Regions from separate parts of the Macaca mulatta genome. Here region 2 is linked to region 1. Evidence: chromatin contacts called from public Hi-C data. All regions are on one chromosome and are shown on one strand. Each heading gives the region's core, a stretch centred on a gene start, on an enhancer-like site or on the middle of the called end of the contact. The rest is flanking DNA. Distances are from core to core; before and after follow the strand shown. Region 1 holds the start of FZD8 (frizzled class receptor 8). Region 2 has its middle 1.1 Mb from the start of FZD8.

The links. A called contact is a pair of places that touch in the nucleus more often than the background predicts.
Region 2: a contact with region 1 is called in a Hi-C map of fetal cortex germinal zone, with 3 times the contacts expected there. The contact joins the enhancer-like site here to the promoter of FZD8 in region 1. A contact is called at or near these places in 4 of 14 Hi-C or Micro-C datasets (fetal cortex germinal zone, fetal cortical plate, fibroblasts and 1 more).

The regions. Positions count from the first base shown.
Region 1 is chr9:37,045,789-37,050,638 of T2T-MMU8v2.0, reverse strand. FZD8 (frizzled class receptor 8) reads left to right here and starts at 3,329. Exons shown (of 1, transcript XM_015146845.3): 1 at 3,329-4,850. The coding sequence starts at 4,188.
Region 2 is chr9:38,176,483-38,181,361 of T2T-MMU8v2.0, reverse strand. No RefSeq gene overlaps it. Among named protein-coding and RNA genes, the nearest start is that of FZD8, 1.1 Mb to the right of the region's middle. Within about 2 kb of position 3,626, at least 9 of the 40 cell types and tissues checked have an H3K27ac peak or open chromatin away from gene starts, as enhancers often do. A contact at or near this core is called in fetal cortex germinal zone and fetal cortical plate, where this site is marked.

The DNA.
Region 1 (4,850 bases), core at 2,080-4,579:
TTTAGCCATCGAAGTTGATGTAGGTTCTGATTACTCCTAGGTAACCCATCATTACCTTTTATACACAAATTGGCTACAGAAGCCTCTCCCTTCTCCTCTGAAAGACTATCAAGTAGCCATTTAATTTAATAGTAGATGTAAAATGCTATTCTTACATTCTCTCAATTAAAAGTACATTTGGCCGGGCGCGGTGGCTCAAGCCTGTAATCCCAGCACTTTGGGAGGCCGAGATTGGCGGATCACGAGGTCAGGAGATCGAGACCATCCTGGCTAACACGGTGAAACCCCGTCTCTACTAAGAAATACAAAAAATAGCCGGGTGAGGTGGCAGCGCCTGTAGTCCCAGCTACTCGGGAGGCTGAGGCAGGAGAATGGCGTGAACCCGGGAGGCGGAGCTTGCAGTGAGCTGAGATCTGGCCACTGCACTCCAGCCTGGGCTACAGAGCGAGACTCCGTCTCAAAAAAAAAAAAAAAAAAAAAAAAGTACATTTGTCATGACTTTTATGTAACTGGTTTTAACCTCACAAATCACTAAGATCTCCCAAATAGCTGATATGATTTTTGAAATTCTGAACCTTAGTCTGCTTATTTTCTCATGCGAACTTAATATACTTACCCAAAATTGCCACATTCCACATCATCAAACCTTTCATCTTGTCTCAAAAGAAAAAAGAAAAAAATTTAAAGCCAATTAAGAGCCAAAATCAACCATTTTCAGCTTCAATTTTCAAATGTCAGTTTGTTTTTACCCAATTCTAGCAAATTTATGTAGTGTAATTCTAAACTTCACTATTTGACATTTCCCCGTGGAAGAAAAGCAACAGAAACTTTTCACCATCTGTGTTGCTCTTGGAAACCAGCCCCTCCCATCTGTGGTGCGGGCAGTGCAGCACCCTTGCTGGTCTTTGGGGCTCTGCCTGCACTGCTGCGCTCAGATCAGCACTGGAACCTCCCGCAATTACCTGCAGCTGATGCGCTCTGGAGACTCGCCCTCTGGAAACAAGGTGCCAACGGCAGAGATAGCGACTTTCTACATTCACCATACAAGTGGGAATTCAGATTTGCAGGAGGTGGGAAAGGAAAAAAAATTTGTAATCAAGTAAAGGTCTAGTCTGCATTTTTGAATAGCCCGTTTTCTGCTGAATCAGAAATATTTCTGAAGCCTTTGAATTCCTAATTCCTACGGACTTTAGTTTTTCCAAAACAAAAGTGGGAAGGAAGTGTTGCTTTTCAGTATAAAGAGGTTCAACTAGACCAAAACTAAAAAAAATAAAAAAATAGTGGGGTATAACTAAAGATTGGTGGATATGTCTAGAACACAGAACTTGCCAAAAACGGGGCGCTGGGGCAGGGTGCGGTCTGACAGTCTACTTGTAACATGTTTCATAATGAGGTTGCTAACTGAGCTACAGAAAGCAAGAGGAGAAAGACATAGATGCCATCAGCTCAAGCAATCTACAAATACTGCTGGTTATTTTTGTTTTATGACAAGAGTTGTTTCTGAACGGACAACCACCAACTACCACCACCACCAGCAGCGCCCCGAAAACCGGAACTGGCCTCAAATGTGCCTTTAATTGTTTTGCTCTGTCCCCACGCCCTCTGCAACTTTTGTTCTCCAACTGTACTTGTTCCGGTGTGAAACCTGGCAAATAGCAAAAATCTTGAAACAAGAACAGAGTGAGAGAACGGAGAGAAAAGGGAGGGAGGAAAGGAGAGAGAGAAGGGGAAGGGGAGAAGGGAGGAGGGAGAGAAAGAGGTGGGAGAGGGAGGGGGAGAGAGAGAGAGAGAAGAGGTGGGGAGAGAGAGAGGGAAGAAGACAGAAGAGAGGGAGGGAGGAAGAGGGAGACGGAGATGGGGAGAAGGGAGGAGGGAGGGAGGGAGGTGGTGGTGGGGGGGGAGAGAGAGAGAGAGAGAGAGAGAGAGAGAGAGAGAGAGAGAGAGAGAGAGAGAAACATATTCTACCACCCTCCTGGCTAACTGAAATGCTTGTTCCCGAGATTACAGTAATTACTGCCCCAGCATGAGTTCCATACAAGCGCTAAATGAAACAGCACATCAATTAAAAAATAAACACTCCATTCCAGGAGAAAGACAGCCCCCTGGGACGCCCTAACAAGCGTAAATGAACCTGCCAGGCCGCCGGCCCGGGCCGCCCGCAGCCCCCCTCCCGGTCGGTCTTAAGGTGGCTGCGGAGCCGGCGGGGACCGTGTTCGCTGGCGGTGGCCCAAGCGGCTGCTAAAAGCAGCCCGGGTCCGGCTCCGGCCTCGTGCAGAGCGCAGATACGTGTCCCGGAGTCCGCGCCAGAGCGCAGCGCCGCCTCCCACCAGAGAAAAGGAGGCTCTGGCAAAAGCCTGTGAACTTGGGATGGATGAATAGACGTCCTGAAAGAACCAAGCGAAGGCAGGGAATCCAGCCCCAGAGTTTCCAGTCTGTCCTATTTATAAGTTTCGGGGTTTGTTTTGATTTTTAAAAAGAAATAGAATGTTTTTTCCTAAGAAAGCACGGCGTCCCGGGGCTTTCTATATTTTATCTCACCTAATTATCAAAGCCCCCTTAGAGATCTGTGCTATGATCACCCAACTCTCGAGGTGGGGAAACTGAGGCTCCCCCGGGTCACGCAGCGGAGGCGGGAGAAAAGTCTCAGGCGGGCATTTGTCCCCCGCGCCCCTCGCGCGCCCAAGGCTGGGCTCCGGGGCATCTCACCTGGGCCGTCCTGGGTCCAGCTCCAGTTTAGAATGACTCCACTCCTCCCCCCCCAACCCCCACATCTCCAAGCCTCAGAAACCATCGTTCTGAGAACCCCAAGGAGGACACCCGTTCCCGGGTCTTCTGCAGCGCCAAGCCCCGGCAGACCGCCCCGGCAGACCGCCCCGGCAGGCCTCCCCTGCACTCGCCTGCTGCGGGACCTCCGCGCCGCCCGGAGGAGTGCGAGACCCCCGCCGCCCGCAGATCACCCGCATTCGCGGAGGGTGGCAGCAGGGGCCTGGCTGGTTTGAAACGCGGCGAAGAGGCGTGCGCTACACCAAACCCCGTCCCTGTCCCCAAGGGCAGACTCGGGGAAAGGGCACCAAGACCTCAGACGCACTCAGCGCCATGGGGACAGCCGTGGCCAACACTCTGTCTCTGCGGCCAATCCCAAGGTTACCAAAACTCTCCATCCGCAGAGAACGCGCACAGCGGTGCGGACACTCGGGGACTGCCTTAAGGAAGGCTGAGCCCTGGGAGCGCGTGGACTCCGCCCCGCCGCCCGGCGATTGGCTCGCGGGGCTGGGGGCGGAGACCGAGTCCGCGCTGTATAAATATTCATGAGCCGGCCGCGCGGCTTGAGCGGGGCTGGAGCCGGGAAGTTGGGCGAAGGGCGCTGCTCCCGCCGAGGAGGAGGAGGAGGCGGCGGCGGCGGCTGGGCGCGGGCCGCGCCACTCAGGTGTCCGCTCCGCCTTCCGGTCTGGATTTGCTCCTGGGTGTCCAGCAGGAAGGAGACTGCGTGCGCCTCGCCCGACTGCGGACGGAGCGCGGCGCTGACTTTTCCTGGTGGCGGGGGTCCGTCTGTCCAGGGGGCTGACGGACGAAGGACGGACGCCGGAGAAAGAGGGCGGCGGCCTGGGCCGAGGCGGGTCCCCAACTCCGGCGGCGGCGGTGGCGCGGCCTTGGGGGCGGGCATGAGCCCCCGGGGGCTAAGCGGTGGCCTCCAGGGCTGACCCGGCGCGGCGAACGGCCGGGCCCAGCCATCTTGACTGCGCACCGCGGCCCGAGAGGAAACTTGCAGCGCCGCCGCCCTCTGTGCCCGGCGGAGTCACCGCCGCCCAGCGCGGCGGGGAGAAGTGGTCGGGCGCGCGGAGAGGAGGCGAGCGAGCGCGGGACGATGAGCCGAAGCCCGGACGCTCTGCGCCGCGAGGGCTGAGCGCGACCTGGGGCGAGCAGAGAGGACCTTCGGACTGTGGCGCGCGCCTGCGACCGCCTTCAAATCCCAGGAGCGGCGGAAAGGAGTGCGGAAGGGCCCTGCCGAGGCTGCGACGCGCCCCTACGAGGGGCTAGATTATCAGCAGACTCCTCTCCCGGGCGAGGCATAAGGGAGATCCCAGATCACCGGCTTTCCCCGTCTCCGGCTCTCTCGTGCCCCCTCCCCTCCGGCACCCTTCTGAGCGCCGCCTGGAGGGCGAGGGCACCGGGCCGAGGCGCACAGCATGGAGTGGGGTTACCTGTTGGAAGTGACCTCGCTGCTGGCCGCCTTAGCGCTGCTGCAGCGCTCTAGCGGCGCGGCGGCCGCCTCGGCCAAGGAGCTGGCGTGCCAAGAGATCACCGTGCCGCTGTGTAAGGGCATCGGCTACAACTACACCTACATGCCCAACCAGTTCAACCACGACACGCAGGACGAGGCGGGCCTGGAGGTGCACCAGTTCTGGCCGCTGGTGGAGATCCAGTGCTCGCCCGACCTCAAGTTCTTCCTGTGCAGCATGTACACGCCCATCTGCCTGGAGGACTACAAGAAGCCGCTGCCGCCCTGCCGCTCGGTGTGCGAGCGCGCCAAGGCCGGCTGCGCGCCGCTCATGCGTCAGTACGGCTTCGCCTGGCCCGACCGCATGCGCTGCGACCGGCTGCCCGAACAGGGCAACCCTGACACGCTGTGCATGGACTACAACCGCACCGACCTCACCACCGCCGCGCCCAGCCCCCCGCGCCGCCTGCCGCCGCCGCCGCCCGGCGAGCAGCCGCCCTCGGGCAGCGGCCACGGCCGCCCGCCGGGGGCCAGGCCCCCGCACCGCGGCGGCGGCAGGGGCGGTGGCGGCGGGGACGCGGCGGCGCCCCCAGCTCGCGGTGGCGGCGGTGGCGGGAAGGCGCGGCCCCCT
Region 2 (4,879 bases), core at 2,377-4,876, 1.1 Mb before region 1:
TCTCACTGTGTCTTTCTGTTTTATATGGATGTTCCCACTATATAAAGAGCACTAAAATGGTATCAACAATTATCTAAAATTTCTTGCAAAGATGAAAGCAAATCTATTAGATATTAAAGAGTTTTGAAAATCTACATTTTTCTCCCTGAAAGTTTTTTTCTTTCTTTTTCTTTTTCTTTTCTTTTTGTTTTTTTGTTTTTTTTTTTTTTGATGGAGTTTTGCTCATCACCCAAGCTGGAGTGCAATGCCATGATCTTGGCTCACTGCAGTCTCCATTTCCCAGGTTCAACCAATTCTCCTGCCTCAGTCTCCCAAGTGGCTAGGATTACAGGCATGTGCCACCACACTCAGCTAAGTTTTTTTTGTAGTTTTAATAGAGACAGGGTTTCACTATGTTGGTCAGGCTGGTCTCGAACTCCTGACCTCAGGTGTTCCCCCTCTTGCCCTCCCAAAGTGGTGGGATTACAGTCGTGAGCCACCATACGCAGTCTCTCTTTGAAAATATTTCCTGGGCCAGGTGCGGTGGCTCGCACCTGTAATCCCAGCACTTGGGAGGCCGAGGCTGGTGGATCACGAGGCCAGGAGATCAAGAGATCAAGATCATCCTGACTAACACAGTGAAACCCCGTCTCTACTAAAAATACAAAAAAATTAGCCGGGCGTGGTGGCGGGCGCCTGTAGTCCCAGCTACTCTGGAGGCTGAGGCAGGAGAATGGCGTGAACCCGGGAGGCGGAGCTTGCAGTGAGCCAAGATCACGCCAATGCACTCCAGCCTGGGCTACACAGCAAGACTCCATCTCAAAAAAAAAAAAAAAAGAAAAAATAAATATATATATATATATATATTTTATATATATATATATATATATATTTTCTATCTCTCTTTCCACTATGATAAACTAAAAACTTGAATAAAAGCTTAAAAATAAAATTGAAACATAAATAAAATGGATGCGGGAGTCTGACGCGTGAGAATCACTTGAACCTTGGAGGTGAAGGTTGCAGTGAGCCAAGATTGTTTCACTGCTCTCAAGCCTGAGCAACAGAGTGAGACTCTGTCTCAAAAAAGAAAATAAGGAAAAGAGAAAGAGAAAGGATGGCATGTATCAGTGCACTTGTAATGTCTTTTCCCCTCCTTGCCAACCCTGTGCGGTCTAGCTTCAACAATATAGTATGCCCACATGATAAGTACTCTGCCCTTAACTTTCTTCTGTTTTTCTCTCCCCACCTCGATATCGCTGGTGCCTGGCACCAGGCCCCCAAACACATTGTTCCAGCATTACACAATTGTGGGAAGGCTGATAAGGTCTCAAAATAGTGTCTCCTGAGCTCCTCTTATATAAAAGGTGCCAGCTGCAATTATGGGAGAACTGATAGAAATATCTGCACCTCTACAGTTGCTCTTTTAACAGATTTTTCTTGGCCGGGCGCAGTGGCTCACGCCTGTAATCCCAGCACTTTGGGAGTCCAAGGCGGGCGGATCTCGAGGTCAGGGGATCGCAACCATCCTGGCTAACAAGGTGAAACCCCGTCTCTACTAAAAATACAAAAAATTAACTGGGCGTGGTGGCGGGTGCCTGTAGTCCCAGCTACTCGGGAGGCTGAGGCGGGAGAATGGTGTGAACCCGGGAGGTGGAGCTTGCAGTGAGCCAAGATTGGGCCTCTGGGCAACAGAGTGAAACTCTGTCTCAAAAAAAAAAATTCTTAATAAAAACATGTTTTCCAATTTCAGATCAGAAAAGACATATAGATATAGGTCATTTTGCATTTACCATTTATCAACAAATTAGGGGAATTGATCTGAGCTTTGTGTGATAACTGAAATAATAATATATTTTATGTTTTATTCCCCAAATACCTTCTTCATGTCTGTGCAACAGAAAATCTTCTGATAGAAAACCTAAGAAAAAGTCATTTAATAATATTTTGTCATATCATGTTCTCCTTACTCATTATGTTGTCGGTGAATCACATTTTACCTCCTATATATTTCACTATAGCAATTTCATTCTCTGGGATTATCAGGTATTTCCAATTATCAAGTCCACATCATTATGATTTTAGTCTTTTTTCTTCATGTTCCTCTGCAGCATTTTATAATATTGACCATTCTCTTGAAACTTTTTTCTGATGGCTTCTCTAATACTATAATGTTGTGGTTCCATTTTTCCTTCTTAGATCTCTTCATCTTTATTTATTGCAAAATGTTTACCTATGCCTAATAACCATAAGCATATAAGAAAATCACTGTAATTCAAAGGGAAATTAGAAATTTACTTTTAGAAAACGTTACGTTAAAGGTATGATCCCAATTAGCAAAAAAAAAGAACAAGGGAATAATGATAGTTATCATTTATTAGTACATATCACAAGATCATTTATAAGCATTTCTGCATTAGTTGCTTTTGACATATTATTTTACAACTTAAACGTCCACAACAACCATATAAGGATTATTGCACTATGCTTAGAGATGAAGACAATAGGCTTGGAAAATTTATACAACGTACGTGGCCAAGCTAAAACTGAAGCTATTCTGTCCCTTAGTTTTTCCACTGAAGCCCATTTCTATCAAGTATTCTCTAGGCCAGAAAGGGTGACACCCAATATATACGCCCCAATTCCTTCACCTTTGTGCACAAGGCCAGCCTTGCTATTCAAATATAGAACTACCCACTGAGCCAGAACATGACCTCAGATCCTTAGAGGCATAGTACTCAAGGCAGCTATTAGCAATTAATTAGAGTTGGCATTGGACGGGGCAGACCATTTACATTTCACACAGGTCTTCTTCATGTGTAAAATTTACTTCTTGTAATTTGCTAAAATGTTTCACCCCCCATAAATACTACCTGTTTATCACAGAATAAATCGACCCTCTTTTTTAAGAAAGGCCTGAAGACATTAATAAAAACATAACATACCTAACACGTATTGACACTTTTCTGTGTCAAACATCTCTTGTTCCTCCAACCACTCATACTATGACAAAATATATTAAATGACCGTGCAAATCTTATTGGTACGTATCTGTTAGCTTTGCTGTTGACGGCAGTGGCTCATCATGTTATCTCGTTCCAGGCACTCTTCTTTAAAGAAATTGAGTTAAAGACATTTGAATTGCCATTGAGTTGTAATTTGTTTTTAGAGCCTCATAAGGGAAAGAAAGAAGGGAGGGAAGGAGGAAGGAAGGAAGGGAGGGAAGGAGGGAAACCTCTTCTTTGGAAGTGGTTTATATAATGAATAAACAAATAAATAGCAAACCATCTTTTACTCGATTAATATTTGGTAAGCCCCTTTGAATGAACAAGCATCTTTCTAAAAGATAAGATATACAGCAAATAAATAAGCTTATTTTTAATGCAGAGTATAAAATACTTCTTAAAAAATCTTATGAGTTCCACTCTAATTGCATGTGCCCTCTTGGTGAGCTTTTTCACTTTGCTGCTGGTTCACATTTTCAATAAGTAATTTAAGGCAAATTTAGGAAAAATAACTAGGTGAGCTACTTGAAGAGCTGGTTTGTTTTCAGTTGTTTTGGATTGCGGTCTTCTGGGAAGAGCGTGTGTTACCTCATGGGGTAGCTCTGTTCTGTTTTATTCCACACGGTGTCACTCTGTCCCTACCAAGGACAAAATTATCTCCCAGTTTCTGAACTTTTACTGGATCTTAGGAAGAGAAGCATTTCTGAAGCACAGTAATAGGAAAACTAAAGTCAATTTTCACAGTAAGTTTGTTGAGTAATTTTTCCCAATTGCCTCTTTTTTCAAACTTCAAATCGAATAACACATTGTAACATAAACAGGATTGCATTATTTGTCATCAAATTAATAGAGTAAAAATGTAATTTTCCAAAATGCATTTACCACAAATTCACTACAAATATTCATACACCCATGTGTGCGTGCGCGCGCACACACACACACACACACACAATTATATATGATCACTAGAAACCAATAAAATATTTTTGTGAGTGAGAACTGGCAAAAATCTCAGAAGAAAAAAATTATTGTGGAGATATATACACTTGTATATGAGTCCAAAAAGGCAACCCTACAAATGGACTAATCCCTGTCTAGATCAGGGATTTTTAAATTGCAGTAAAAAGCAAAGATTCAGAGGTAACAAAATAGCAATCTTCAGACAGTCACTGGTCAATGAGGAAAGAAGAATTGCACTTATTCTTGACAGTGTGATTGGAAAACACAGGAGAGGCACAAAGTGGGAAACTCTTGAGAAGCACTGACTTCCTGTTACTGAAAGTGTTCAACTCTGGAAAATGTAGCTACTTAGTGATAATGTTGAAGGAGACCTTCAGGCAAACAATGGTTTGTTACCTCCCTAAAGTCCTTTCAGGATCTTTTTAACTTTGGGATTATATGCCCCAAAATATCTACATCACATCGGAGGAGACTGTTGCAGGGTCAGAAGCAGAATGGGAGAGGCATAAAAATATATAAAGTCCAACTTCTTAATATTTTACATAAAATTGTATGCAGCTCCTGGTAGAAAAATTCCAAATTTTATCTATCTATTAATATTATTTCTCTCCAGAAGTTTGTAAGCAATTCAAAAACAGTTGTAAAATCATTTCTTTTTACCACGGCACCTAGTCAAGGGCTAAGAACATGATGGTAATCTAACATGTAATTGTAGAAAGTAAATTATGAAATCAAATTAAGGCTCAAATCCCAGTAGTAAAATGCCACTTCAGAAAGTGATATGCAAAAGCATCTGAAATTCCAGGTAATATGAAATTTAGAATACAGAATAGATACTGATGTGATTGGGAGCAGGATTTATCTATTTCATTTGATTGACTGATTGAATGGTACAGTTGACTTATATTTTTAGTATAACTATAATAACCAGTGTG